Regions from separate parts of the Anser cygnoides genome. Here region 1 is linked to region 2. A link is a contact called in public Hi-C data. All regions are on one chromosome and are shown on one strand. Each heading gives the region's core, a stretch centred on a gene start, on an enhancer-like site or on the middle of the called end of the contact. The rest is flanking DNA. Distances are from core to core; before and after follow the strand shown. Region 1 overlaps MAGI1 (membrane associated guanylate kinase, WW and PDZ domain containing 1). Region 2 overlaps LOC106035426 (monocarboxylate transporter 2-like).

Evidence for each region. Hi-C and Micro-C count contacts between places; a contact is called where the count stands out from the background.
Region 1: a Hi-C map of liver shows a contact between it and region 2, with 2.4 times the contacts expected there. The contact joins two enhancer-like sites. A contact is called at or near these places in 2 of 7 Hi-C or Micro-C datasets (both in liver).

The regions. Positions count from the first base shown.
Region 1 is chr10:9,010,918-9,017,554 of Taihu_goose_T2T_genome, reverse strand. All of the region lies in intron 2 of MAGI1 (membrane associated guanylate kinase, WW and PDZ domain containing 1), which reads right to left. Among named protein-coding and RNA genes, the nearest start is that of MAGI1, 200 kb to the right of the region's middle. Within about 2 kb of position 4,999, at least 2 of the 3 cell types and tissues checked have open chromatin away from gene starts, as enhancers often do. A contact at or near this core is called in liver, where this site is marked.
Region 2 is chr10:8,421,161-8,428,699 of Taihu_goose_T2T_genome, reverse strand. The region is part of intron 3 of LOC106035426 (monocarboxylate transporter 2-like); the gene reads left to right. Among named protein-coding and RNA genes, the nearest start is that of KBTBD8, 36 kb to the left of the region's middle. Within about 2 kb of position 3,664, at least 2 of the 3 cell types and tissues checked have open chromatin away from gene starts, as enhancers often do. A contact at or near this core is called in liver, where this site is marked.

The sequences.
Region 1 (6,637 bases), core at 3,750-6,249, 590 kb before region 2:
AGGTGTGATGCACGCAATGCAAAGTACAGTCAGCCAAAGACCTATTTTCAGGCTTAATTAGAATTTAGCTCTGATAAAAGGCCAAACCATCCTCCCATTTAAGTCAATAGAGTTTGTCATTATCCTTGATGGCAGCAGGACATGGGACATTAGGATAAAAAACAGTTCAATTCATCACCTTGAATGGGTGAAAATGAGAGTCAATTCTTTACGGTCCCATTTTATTCCTAGAACTTAGAGCATTGCTAGGATTTAGCTTTATATTTCTTAGAAATTACCTGAGGCGGGACAAAGCGATGCCATTTCCCCCCCTGCATATTTGATCACTTGTGAAGGAAATGCAATCTAGTCCTCCAAAAATCCATGCTGAAATCCTTCTCTCCGGGGATCCCTGAAGCACCCCCTCGGACCCGTGACGGCGGCAGTGTCACCCTGGCAGTGTCGCCCTGGCACAGACAACGCACACGCCTCTGCGCTCAGCCTCCTCCTGCCAAAGCACCGCTGCTCACCACGTAGTCCTGGAGTTGGCCCGGACTCCGTAGCAAGGAACAAAAGGCAGGAGAAAAACGCAGAGGCAGCCTTAAAGCGCTCTGAAAATGTGACTTCAGAGGAGAACAGCTGGAGTCCACATCGACAGGAGCCTGTGCTGGAGAAGCAGGAAACAAACAGCCTCACCCTTTGAAGCCGGCTGCGAGCACAACTGGTTGGTTCCCAACTCCTCTCAGCCTAATTCGACACCGACTTCACCGGATTTATTTATTTCAGGGAGAACGGGAGAGGAAAGAAAAGGGTAAAAGCCTGGATCAATGTAGTAGGGACAAACACCTCAAAAAAAAAAAAAAAGAAAAAGGAAGGAAGACCTCCATTCATCACTTCATCTATAAACCGGTCCCTCATAATCCGTTTAGTTGCTGAACAAGGAATACAGGCGTGTATCCTTGGAGAGCAAAGCTTGCTCCTCTGGGGGCACCACGCAAACTTACATGAATGAGGCACATTTCTGAAAGCAATAAACACTGATCTGGAAACTGTTATCAACTACACGCGTTGTTATACACCGCTTTGTTCTTCACGTGCATCGATTTTAGGAACAGACCATTTAATCCACGCTGTATGATCCAGGCCTAACATTTCAGTGAGTTCCTCTGGTACTGAGCCCAGGCAGATTAGCCCGCAGAACCATTACCAACTGGAAAACTATATTAAAAAGAGAATAAGAAATCGATGTTTTGATATTCCTCCGTTTTTTTACATATAATTTCTGGGGAACATGTATTCTAGTGACTTCCTCTGAACAGGAATATTTTTAATGATAAATAGAAATACACTGAATATAGATCTTACAAATGTCTAGTTCTCAAAAAGCCCAGTAAAGCACTAACTACTCCACAGAGTTCTCGTACGTTTGTATACCTCAATGTGAATTTTTTGTTTGCATTGCAGGAGCAGAAGCACAGGAGTTCTCAGTCTTACAAAATTATAATGTTATTTTTAAACTTCTAAATGGATTTGTATGATAAAAACAACCTTGAAACCACAAAGTATCCCAGTTACATAGTTTCTAGTTGATAAATGGAAAAAAGACCCTTTTTATAATCACAGAACAGCAAGACATCCTTGCTACTGAATAAAACTTTCTATTAAAGGAAACAGTGCTTGCTCACTGAATCAGAGGATTTCACCCAAGTGGTCAATGATGACTGTTTTAGCAGTACACGTCCCACAAGCACATTAAGAGATGCTATATTTACCTGTGCATGAAAACTCCCTTCCTCTCTCCTCTCCCTCGCGAGAGACAGCCCCCCGAAGAGCGAGAGCATTCCCCCGCCGCACCGGCAGGCAGTTCTGGGGTTTGTAGATGTAGGAACAAGGATGCTCAAGGATCTTTTACGGTTTCCTGGCAGTATTTATGGCTGCATCCCGGCTGGCTCGGACGGCAGAGATGCTCTGCAAAGCGTCGTTTCCGGCTTGCTCCCCGCCACGGAGCGTCTCTTTCTCTCGCATTAGGAGCGAGCACAGGACTGATCAGTTTTCCAGCGCTTAACAGATTCTGGCACAGCCTGGCCTCTGCTATAAACAAATAGCCTCGGCGCATGAGACCCCTGAAGACTGATTAAAAGTCAGCCCGATTTCATGAGCACGGGTTGCGTGCGGCCATTCCCGGCGCTAACACACAGCCCTTTGTTCTGCCTCGCTGGAGGGCAGCTCGCGCCGCACTCAGCTGGGGCACCTCCGAAGGTAGGCTCCTGCCAGTGACATGTGCGGTTACGGTAATGGCCCTTAACAGTTCTTTAACGTATGGAAAACTGACACCAGCAATACACGAGTTGATATCGCGGATGTGAAGCGATGCCATTAGGTTCAGGGGAGGAACGTGGGGGCCTTGCTGGCAACGCAGCCGTGCGGGTTTACATGAGCGCAGGGAAAGAAAGCACCTGGGCTGAGGTGGCCACAGGTGATGGACATTAAGCAACAGGATTCGCATTGAAGGAGCTGAGTCCTAAGCAGGACAATGCTGCTTTTGGACAGAAGACAACAGAAGAACTGGAAACGTTCAGGAGAGGTGAGAGCAAAGGGGCCCTGCGCCAAGAGACCCTTCCACCAAGTCCTCGAGACCCCAGGGGACTCCTGCCAAGGACCGTGCTGGGGGGAGGTCTGAGCATTCCTCTGCCTCAGGCCGCTTTCCTGGCACTGATTCGCTTTTGTGGGGTGGGAAAATTCTGGCTGGCTTTACGGTCTGGCAGGACACCGGCACGCATGCACCACCCCCACAGGCACCCCAGCGCCGCTGCTCCCCGCCGAGGGAGCTGCGCGGCTTCACTGCAGCCGCAGCTCTGCTCCTTGCCCTCTCTTTACTGGCCTACGAAAAGGATAATTTTAAATCCAAATTAGGTAGCGCACACTGCAGGAGAAACCCCACAGGTAAAATGATGAGGATACAATTTTTCCTGCGGTACTGAGACATTAAAATTTAAGTCTGACGTTTTTAGAAAGAAAGGAGCTGACAAACAGAGGAGGAAAGTAAAACCGTCCCCGTTTCTCCCCCATCTTCACATCTTCCTTAAAAATAAACAAACAGAAGAACAGAACAAGCCTTTGAGGAAACGACAGCCCCGGTCAGAGCTCACTTCATTACACACCAGCAGCTCTGTCGCCGGACCCTTGGGAACGCCGCCTTCCTCACGTCTGCTCCTCGTGGTGCTGTCCCTGTGAGCTTGACCAAGGCTTGGCCACGCAGCCAGCTGACATCAAAGGATCCACTCGATGTAATTTATTCAATTTTCAACTATTTCATTTTAATGACCACTGCAAAGTTGTGCTGGAAGACTGTAGATGTAAGCCTAAACCGGTGCAATTCAGATCACAGCTTCCAGCCTGCCAAGACAAACTGTCCGCTCAGGCCAGCTCTAAAATCTCATTAATTTTAGACAAGCATGATGCTTCTTACAAGTAATGGACACCTGGCAGCAATCTACTCATCTGCACGGGGCTCAACCAGCAGCAACCACCAAAATAAAACCAGAAGAGCAGTTTGCAGTCCTGGTGATCCAGCTGCAGCGCGCTCTGCCCCTTCGGACCCATGTGAGCGTCGTGCCGGGCGCCTGGCTCGCTCCTGCAAGGTGAGAGCCAGAAATCCTGCTACAAACCCTGCAGCTCACGAGCCACACTGCCAAAACTGCAGGAGTTCCTCCAGCAGGGACAGACATCTCCTTCTCAGCAGGATTTTGAGATTCCCCCCCCCACACACATGCAGGTGAGGTGACTTCCCTGAGCGCAGACGAAGCAGGGAGCTAGTTTGCTTTCCGAGCTCCCTCGCTGCCCCCCTTCCTCAGTTTCTCGTTTCCAGCTCATGCCTACAACTTCACGCCTTGCTCACGGAGTCAATGCTTTCCAAGGCAGATTTATGCCTTGCTGTGCGTACAACGCAGGCAGACTTTGTGCGCGCCACTGCCAACAACAAAGCTCTGCAAACCTGTGAAATACGTGCCGAACAGCACACCACGAGGCACGTCCCACGAACAGTTCAGAGGCACGGTGTCCGCTCCTTCGTGCCATACAGCCAGCCTGATCCTGCCCACAGGTCCCGGCAGCCCCCTGCCAGCTCACACAGGCCGACTGGTAACACCGCTGCCACTGGTGCCTTTAGCTCCACCTTAGCACACTGTGCTCCCATGTAAGCCGGTCTCATTGGAACACGGCAGAGATCAGGCTGAGGATTAGAAACTGCATCTCCAGCTTTCATGAGTTAAGAACATGCGACACGCATTTATTTGTTTAGTTTTTCAACCTAAAGGCAATTTTCCTCAATTCTGCTGTCAAACATTAGGCACTAAATAGCTTGTTCCTTCAGCTTACGCTTTGGTAAAATAATAACAGCAAGGCCGTAAATAGAGTATTGACTCTTTGGGATTCAATAGACTTTCTGCGAGAACCCAGCAGCATTCCTGCTAACTACAAGAGACAAACACGGAGGGACGCAGAGAAGGGGACATCATTTTCCTGTAGCCAAGCCAGGCCAGCGCGGAGATTCGGACCCGGGGCTCTCCGATCTCAGCATGCCATCAGCCTCGGCCGTGCTCTCTAGGCCAGTGACCTACAAGCCACGGAGAGCACACGAGCGAGGTGCGCGCAGGACCAGCCGCTCTCAGCATGGGCTGAGCCAGCCTCATGCGCTCCCCCCCCGCCCCTCGACAGCCTCCGCCTGATACAAACGCACTCCAGCTTCACTTGGGGAATCAGCAACGCTTAGCTCCAGAGACCAGTCCCACGACAGGCCACCAATTAAACTGCATCCGAAGACAGGAGCGACAGGACTTCGTTCCAGCTGCTGTGCCGATGGCGGCTCCCAGAACCGAGAACATCAGCAGCTGGGAGCTGCTCCGTGCACCCCGTGGGATTCGCTCACCCAGCCGGCGTCCCAGGAAACGCAGGGGACAAAATGCCATTTGTGACGTGCAACGTGGGATCGGTGAAGTTTCAGGAGATGCAAAGGAGGGTGATTTCTGGCACCAATGCCAGCCTCCTTCCACCATCTCGTTTTCAAAACGAAAGCCCGATTCCGCCTCTGCCTCTCCTCTGGCGCAGCCCGCTGCATACAAGAGTGGGGACGCGAGCACAGAGCGACAGCAGCCTGCAGGAGGATTTGTTTTATAGCCCAGCTACCGACCAGGTCGCTCTCTGGAAGGCGCTGTACAAACAAAGACTAACAAGACTGATTCCTGCTCTGAGGCACCTACGGTAAGTAACGGTGACCCTCCGCCCCGACCCCCACCGACACGCCGCTGCCAGCCTTTCGTGCCAGGAGAACGCGCAGTGGGTGCCTGCGGTAACTCATACGGCTGCTGTGAGTTACAAGGCAAAGCCTGTCTCACTGAGAACAGACCAGGAGCTTCTCAGCAAAGGGCTGAGCTCGTACCTCTGCAATAGGAGGAAAAAAAACCCTCCTGACCCTTTTATTGTGTGATTAAATTAGGCCAGACCTAACCCCGGTGCATGAAATTGTGTCAGACTTGTAGGTAGTTACATAGCATTTGCATTTAGAAACAAAACTTGAACAAACATGGCCTAAGGGCCTAAAAGCCACAGATCCGAAAATGAACCCAGAGCAAATGACCCCATGTTTTACATCCAAATACTGCCGTCCTTTAATGCATGATAGGTGGGAAGTAAAATACGTATCAGTGTGAAACTGATAAGCCTTGTACGTGAGCTGAGACAAACAGCACAGCAACCTAAGTTAACGTCATTAGAACAAATAAAACAAAACAAACCACAGAAGTATTTGTTTTAAGTGTTAGAGCAAATAAAGGTGAATTCTTTAGGTCAGCATGATTTTTAAGCTGACTCCACATCCTTCTGTAACTGTGTGCTTGCTTGGAACTGAAACGGTTTCCTGCTCGAGAGGAAAGCCAGAAGAAACTGGGCACCTCCGTGGGTGACGAGCGGCGTGACAGCTCTGTCCCCTGCCTGCTGGCCATCTGCGGGACTGAGCATCACCCTTCGCTGCCAAGCTTCCCATCCCAGTGATGGGCTTCATTTGGAAAACCATGATCTACTGGTGAAAAGCACCAACCGGGTTTATTCGTCGTCATGTTTCTTCTTCCAAGCATCCCATTGCTAATTACACGTCAAAGAGCTGTTTTCACACCTGCACAAGCAGCTATCCCACAGCACCCGCCCTTTTAGAGCAAAGACAAAACCACACAAAGCCAGTCCCCGGAGCACACGAGGAATTCCCCCATTCCCACCCCCGGGGCAGGACAGGCAGCCCAACCGCCCTGCACCCTGCAGCTCACCTCCCTCTTCGTGGCACCCTGGGGTCCTGGTGCCCCACTAGCGGTGTGCGGACCCTCGATCCCGTAGGCTTGGCTGACAACCTCAGCCTTAGTTAACTGCGTCCTTTTGAAATCCCGAGATGTGTGGGAAGAGGCGGTGAGAACTTTAAAAAACTGCAGTACTTTGATCCTAATTAACAGAGTTGACTGAAAGCAGAATATGTAGAGCTAATTTTCACAATATTTTTCCACCATCCCTAGACAGAGCCTTTTTCCTGGCACTGTTTAAAATTAATGAAGTAAATATGTTTGCATATTTATCTTTTCATTACATGGAAACAACAACAAGGAAAACAGATTGA
Region 2 (7,539 bases), core at 2,415-4,914:
GGGAAACTGAGGCAAGGAAAGGAGGTGTTTTTCCAAGGACAAGCAGCAAATGGTGACAGCCGAGGCCAGCCTGCGGGATGTGCAAGCTCTCTGCGAGCTGGTTTTGGTGCAGACAGGGTCCTGGTGGGCAGGAGGTGCCCTGACTGGTGGAGCCAGGTGGTTTTCTGTGTGTCCTGCCCAAAGCTCGGTGCCATTGACAGCATTGACAGTAAAGTATCATGCATCGGCGCTCCCTAGTTATGTGCTTACGGCGTTGGTTCCACAAAAAAATTCAAATAGGGCTTTCAATAGGATTTGCCTGGACACGCACATGTCAGCCTGGGTTTCTGTGTAGGCTGGAAGAAGGACTCCACGATGGCTATCTGGCGTCCTGCTGCAGCATTACCTGCGGTGGACAGGCTTGGGGACCAAGCCCAGGTGCTTCTGGCAGAAGCACAGCTCAGCAGCGTGGTGCTGGATGCCTCCTTTGCTTACTGTGGCCACCTCTTGGAGTCCCACCAAGTCAGTGAGCCTCCCCATGTCATTGAAACAAGGCGTCTTCCCACACCAAGGCACTCCCTGGTGTAGCAGCACCATTATCGGCATGGGTTTTGTTAAGGAAACCGGGTGAAGAATGATTTGATTTCTGTAATAGATGGCACTGCAGATTCATATACTTCTCCTGGCTCTCAGAGAGCACTCAAGCCCTGCAAGGTCACCACGTATGTGCTTATATTTTTTATTTTTTTAAATAGCCCTGTTCTAGTTAAGAACGATAATAGCTATAGGTTCGGGTGAAATATTTCTGTATTCGTGGACTTGGTCACAAAGCTTTATCATTTTGCCCTTCATTGGAGCTAGCAAGGTCACCAGGCAGGAGTAATAGAGATGTGATAGACTTAATAAAAACAGAGATTAATAAGAACGAGGAAGAAGAAAGCAAAGGATTTTGGATGGGGAGTTGTTAATGCTTCACATGCAGGTATTAAGCCCAGGAGCAAGTTACAGTCCCCTCCAGAAAGTAAAATACACACACGCGAAGGATTCTTGCCCCGGCGAGGAGAGTATGTGTGTGTGTGCTGCTGCAGGAAGGGGTGTGAGGACGTTCATGCCAACCTGTCCTGTAGCACTGCAGTTATTCTGCCCCTGGGTGGCTCTCCAGTATAAATGCTCTCTTGGTCAAATTGTGTAGGGTTTCTAGGAGGTGGACAAAGCCCCTGGAGGACATGCCCAGTAGGGGCTGTTTGCCTGTAGAGCAGGGTGTAAAGGATGCTAACCAAGGGCTGCTGATCTCAAGGAATAGGTGTTTCAGCTTTGGAGGGAACAGATCTGTAGCTGGGCTTCAAGATGGAAGGGATAAAAGACTGTGGTCCTGCCAAAGCAAAAGCTAAAAAAGTTATGAGGAAAAAAATTCGAAAAACGTGAAGTCGGGACCTGCTGCAGGTGAGCAGCTGTGGGCCGCTGAGATCCAAGCCAGCAGCCTGGGGAAGGCGCTGAGCGCAAGCAGCCGTGTGCTCGGCACCTGCCACGCTGTCCCCTTGCAGGAGCAGTTATTTAATTGCCTAAATACGAAGTGACATGAGGGACCTTGGCTCCTGCCCCGGTTTTGGAGCTTTTGGCCTGTGGCTCCTCCGTACGCTTCAGTTGTGCAGTCTGGAAATTGAAATGCCGAGGCACTGATCAGATAAGATTGCTGGATAAGGACGAGGACGCTTTGTCTCTCTGAAACTTGGGTCTTGCCTGCTTTGTTTTCCTATTGTTTTTTCTTAACATCAGGATGCTTCTGTAGCAAATGCATGTATGTGTGATGGGAGGTCAGGTTCCCTGACTTTCCAAGGGCATGTCTAGCAGGGGAGGCTGCTGCACCTCGGTTTGTGCCCCAGGTTATTATCCCCACAGGTTTTTCAGCTGGCTGTGGTGCCCATGCCTGGGAGACCCAGCACCGCGGAGCAGGGACGGACCAGCCTGATGACCGAGGAGCACACATCCAGCCAGGCTCGCCCATGCCTGGCTCTTTCGTCTCACAGTGGTCATGCTACAACGGCCCTGCTCTGCAGCATTCGGCCCAGCTCTACTAGCAATGCCATCACCCCCTTTAATGTACGGAGCATTTTCCTCACCCACAAGGAGGCAAGAGGCAGCCTCTAGTGACTTGTTAGCTATGGGAGCTGCTATGGCATATGTTGGACTTAAACTTCACTCAAAACTGCTGACTTGCAATGCAAAGCAATAGTAACAGAAGGCATCGGGGCATTTTAGGGGCAGACAGGTGTTTGGAAGCTGCCCTTTGGGGAATGGCTGAGGGCTATGGGACACCAGGACTGTCACCTGGGGCGCTTGTTTCCTGTCGTTTGTCCTCCAGCCCCAGTGCGTGCGGTTGTCCTGTCTGCAGCTGCACCGCCTGGGGAAGCGAGGGGGTGCTCCTCCACCACTGCCAGTCCAAAACAAAGCATCTGAACCCAAAAGCCAAGACTAGTTATGGGCTGTGTTATTACCAGGTGCCAGCAAGTCTTCTCGAGAAGTCTGGAGCAGGCCCTGGTGATAAACATGTAAGAGCACGAGCCCTCCAGGTGTCCTGGACCTCGGACTTCTCTAGCAAGGCACAAGGCCTGAAAAGCTGCAAGTTTTACCCTTCCCTATCCCTTTCCCCCTGCTTTGCGACAGTGCCCTGTGCTTTCTTGGGCTGTGCATAATTAGTGGGTGCTGATTGCTAATGCTGACCCCCAGGCCTGGATGCTGGTGTGTGCTGGCAGCACGTTAATAACGCGGGGGCACTTATTTCATTGCCTGCGTAACGAGGAGGCTGCTCCGCCACAAGGGGTGGTGCCCTGCTGGGTGAATTACGAGGCCAATGGCAGTGTTGTTATTCCACCGAGGGAATGAGATTATTACTGAGGAAATCACAGGCCTGCTCCTCTTGTTGTTTTACTACTAGCGTAATAACAGACCTTGTTTTATTAGGATAAATGATTTTCCCCTTTTCCTCCCAGCTCCTCCTCACGTCCCCAGCGACTCCACGTAGTCAGCTCCAGTCCTGTCTGGTCGAGCTCAGGAGCTTTATCTGTGTTTTCACAGCAGTTTGGAGACTAAGAACTATCTGGGCAGTTCTTCTGGCGTCTCTGCACAACGACAGCTCCTGTCACCACAGGAATCTGGGAGAAGCTGAGCAGTGCCTGCAGCCCAGCACTGGGGACAGTGGTGATCCCAAACCTGCCACCACTGGGGCTCGGCACCGTGGGCTGCTTTAAAGAGTTGCTGTTTTATCATCTGCACGGCCATCGACCGCTCTTAGCAGCAGAAACACGGTGTTTGCGGTGGCTCCGTGCCACTTCGCACGGTCAGAAGGTCAGCCTTGTGAAATCTGGAATAAGCCGCACGTTGCACAGAGGCCTCTGGGGCGCGGGGCTGCCTGAGCCCTGCGCTGAAATATTTCAACAGAAATTCAGCCAGGCCAGGTTCTGCCGACTAGGGGGAAATTCATTTCTGTTAGTATTAGGTTAAGTTAAAAAAAAAAAAAATCACAAACCAGACAAATAAGGGATATAGATGTGGTCAGAGGTATGGGAGAGAAAAATGCTTTAAACAGAGCCCTTGTTAAAAACAAATTGGTGTTTTGCACCAACACTGGAAGTTTTGCACCTCATAAAAAATTCATAAGCCTTACTGAGAAAAACAGAAAAGCAATTCAGGTGTCTATTTTTTGAGCACCGTCATACTTGCAGGAGTTTAAGCCAGTCTGGATTGATATTTCTTGTTAAATGCTGCGTCTGTGTTACCATCCTGCCCGGATCATAGTTCAGTGGCTCAAAAAGAATAAATGACAAGATGGTCTGGCTGCAGGGGGGAGCGGACGGGAGAGCCCCGGGTGTTTTGCATTTTCTTTATGGCCTTACAATCTCCTCTTCAGGGTCCTTTTCACTTCTGCAGACACAAAACTCAAGGTGAAAAGTAATTGGACAAGCTAACAAATGAGCCAGGGCTTGCTTGCTTTCCCACCGGCAAGTTGCTGTGTTCTGCTTGCCACCAGGATCAGCTGCTTTGACATGGCCTTCCGTGTATCAGCTAACAACTAATGGAAAGCTGCCACAGGTGTGAGAAAAGAGAGGCTTTATACAGGACAGGCACTAAACCAGTATGATTTATGTGGGCTGAGGATAGTGCTTTCAATTACATCAGTCTTCCAGGAGTGCCGTGAGCACAGCAGCATCTTTAGGGAATATTTGGTGCGAACTGTTGCTCTGCAGGCTGCAGAGGTTTATGACAGGCAGCACACCCGCTTTCTGCTCCACAAGTGTCCGGGGTGCAAAATAAGGTGTTTCTGACCTGGCTTTCCTTCTTCTTCCCCAGTGGATGGTGGTATCTCCCCTGAAGAGCGTGCGTGTCCCCCAGCAGTGCAAGGAGCAGAGCTGCAGGCACAGCTCTGAGCGAAGCCAGCAGCAGGAGCAGGCTCAGCTCCCTCCTGTGCCTGTCTCTGTCTGGTGCCATCCCCCTTGCAATGGATGATAAGTGATCTCCGAGGCTGGAAGTTTGTCAGGAAGCCACTTGCTGGGGTGTGGAAGGGGCTGCCTTGTTTCCTAAGGCTGGATGGGTGGGAAGTGCCGTCCCTTCCCATAGAGAAGCACCAGCTGCTGGCAGCCCCACATCAGCAGCCTTGTCCTTGTAATGCAGCAAGGTGCAAGGGAACGGCTGAATTTTAGTTCTAGCTTCCCCGTTAGAAGTTCCATGTGATCTCTGCCACGGTGGGGAGGTTGTGGGGATGATGCTGGCTCGGTGACACTGCGCTGGTCCCCAAGAGGACACAAACTGGGGACACGCTCCGCAGCTGAGATGGCTTTTGTTCCTCACTGTGACTTTTGAGGAACTCTGAAAGCATTCATCAAAACCTCTGCAAGGTCAGGCCAGGTAAACAGCAGCTTCCTGAGCACTTGGCCAGCTACATCTCCTGCCCCGTCCTTGCCTGGCTCTGTTAATTAAGAGACAAAAATCACCTTGCCTCCTGCTCCTGCTGCCGTCAGCTCGCAGGCAGGCGGGGTGGTTTCGTTTGAATTCAAGGCCAGGGAGCCTGTGGTTCCTGCGTGTTTGACCAGGCAGGTGCGAGCAAGTCAAGGTGCCTTGGGATCTAAGCTGCACGCGCTGTTGCTGTAATTGTTTTCGGTGTGGTAATGCACTGCATCTTTATTCTTCTCATGCATGCTGCATAACCAGTAAATGACAGGTCCTGCTTTTTCAATTCCTCTGTGTTTCCAGGGGCTGTCACACTTTTAATTTTTGCAATAGCTGCAAGCAAAGCAGTAATCATGTTTCCAATTTCCCACGACTGTGGTGCTGGCTTTGTTGTTCTTAATTCCTCTCCTTGACTCGAGCTATTTCATGTTCTCTAAAGCTTCCCAGAACGCTGCTGTTTAATCTGGCGTTTGATGGCTGATAGGCTCCCCGCGGGACAAGTGCTGTGGGTGGCATGTGGCAAGGCAGGGCAGGAGAGGTGCCTGGGATCTGTCGGGGGTGACACTGATCACTGAAGACATCAGGGCAGGGTGAAGGGGTACGTGTCTGCGATTCGTGCCCAAATTGGCAGGGTTTGCGTGCCGCAGAGCGCACAGCTATGTGACATGTCGCGTGCTCCACTTTCCCCTGAGAGATGGGACAGCTTCTGAAAGGCTGCTCTTAAAGCCCATGGACAATCGCCTCTACGTTTCTGTAGGTCCAAATGACTTAAGTGGAAGTAATTTGGGGGATGTGATTTGCTTCGGTGCCTTTTAGGGGTCTGCTCAGGACTGTTACAAAAGCTTTGCCCTGTGAGCAGCAGCTCAGGGAGGTTTGGTTTCCCATCCGGTGCTTTCCCTGCAGGTTGTCGTGGCCTTTGCTGTGGGTGCTCCACTGTATGGAAAGGTCAGTGAAGATGCTCTGCTCCCGGCCTTCTCTTCTAACTGGCTGCACTCGGTATCTTCGAGGTCTCCAACCCTCAGTCCTGTGTGGGTGAGGCTGCTCAGGGAGCCCAAATGCTGTCACACACGTGTGCTGTGATCCCAAATGCTGTGCTGCTTTAGCAAAGAAAGCTCACGGTGCCTTCAAGTTAGAAGGTTTCAGGTGTGAAAGAGAAAGGTTTAGATTGCTTCTGAAGTTATTCTCTGTTCCCCGTGAGCACGGCCCAGCACAGGCTGCTGGCTCCTCTGAGACCACAGCTCCTCACCCAGACAGGCAAACAGACGGGACTGATTATCCCCCTGTAAAGCTGATAGCACATCCGACAGCAGGTGAAGGCTGCTTGTGGAAGGTCACACAGACCTGCTGCAAAGCGCTGCTGAGAGATCCCGTTGGCTGTTGCTGTGGCCAGGAAAGACAAGACCAGGGAGCAATTGCAGACTCATGGCTTAGTGAGTGATGGCTGGAAAGCTGAGATGTCGCTGAGGACACTGTGTGTTCACTGAGGCTGCCGCAGGGGCACAGCCTCCTGCTCTCATTAGCAAAGACATTGGTTGAGATATGGGTGTTTGCTTTCATCTCCAGCCTCTCCCCTGGGATGGCCCCATAGCCAGGAAACAGAGCAGCATGTGTCCCAACTTCAGCACCTTCCAGCTCATCATCTGCTGTCATGCTCCAAACCCATCATTACCGATGGGTGAAGCCAACATGACAGCTCAAGGAGTGAGAGGGACATGGATCTGTATTTCTTTTCTCGAGGTGGATGCTGCATGAGTAGGATGTGTGGGAGCATTCTGCTTTGGTTGTCACAGCTGGCACTTCTCTCCCCAGGAGCTGCCCCCAGTCTGAGCAGGAGACAGGCTTTATCAGGAGTCTTACGGGCTTTGAGTGCTCTGCTCCGTGGTATGGCATCCCATAGTTTTAGGGCTATCATGAAAGCCCCCTTCCAGCAGGAGAAGGTAATTGAAACCACTTTTTCATAACTGAGTAATTAGATTGATTCTGGAGCAACGCGGGCATGTGGAAAATTGAAAAACAAGTCGTGTGCCCTTAGGCTGCAGATGAATGTGGTGGTGCCTTTCCTGAGGAACGCCGGCTGCATCTCTTGGATTACAGGGCACACTGAGACCGTCTCCAGCATGCTGCAAGTCCAGGTCCTGTCTGGGGGAAGCTCAGTGAGAAGGAGGTCCCTCTCCTGCTGTGCTGATCTGACATCTATCTCTCCTCAGAACTTCTCATTGAATTCTGTGGCACTCCATGCAGTGGAAGGATGCGTGCATGTGAATCCAGTTGCAGGAGTAGGAGAAAAAGCTCTCCGCATAGTTGCATGCTCACAGAAATTTTAATTGAATGGTGCGTTCACTGGGACCAGCTCACATATCCCAGTTTCAGGGGTGTTGTTAAGACTGTGCTTGTGGGCTTTCCATTTCTGAGTGTTTTGACCTTAGACATCTAGTGGAAAGTATTTTGTGTGTTACAGAAGTAGCGTTGGGCTTCGTCCCCCAGATTAAAACAGTCACACCTACTGTATTGCGTTCTTGCACAACCTAACAGCTGAAATCTTGTTTGGATGCTGTCAGCCACACTGAGGGGATATTGGCTTTTTGGGTCCTGTGCTCCAGTGTGCCATCATTTGCA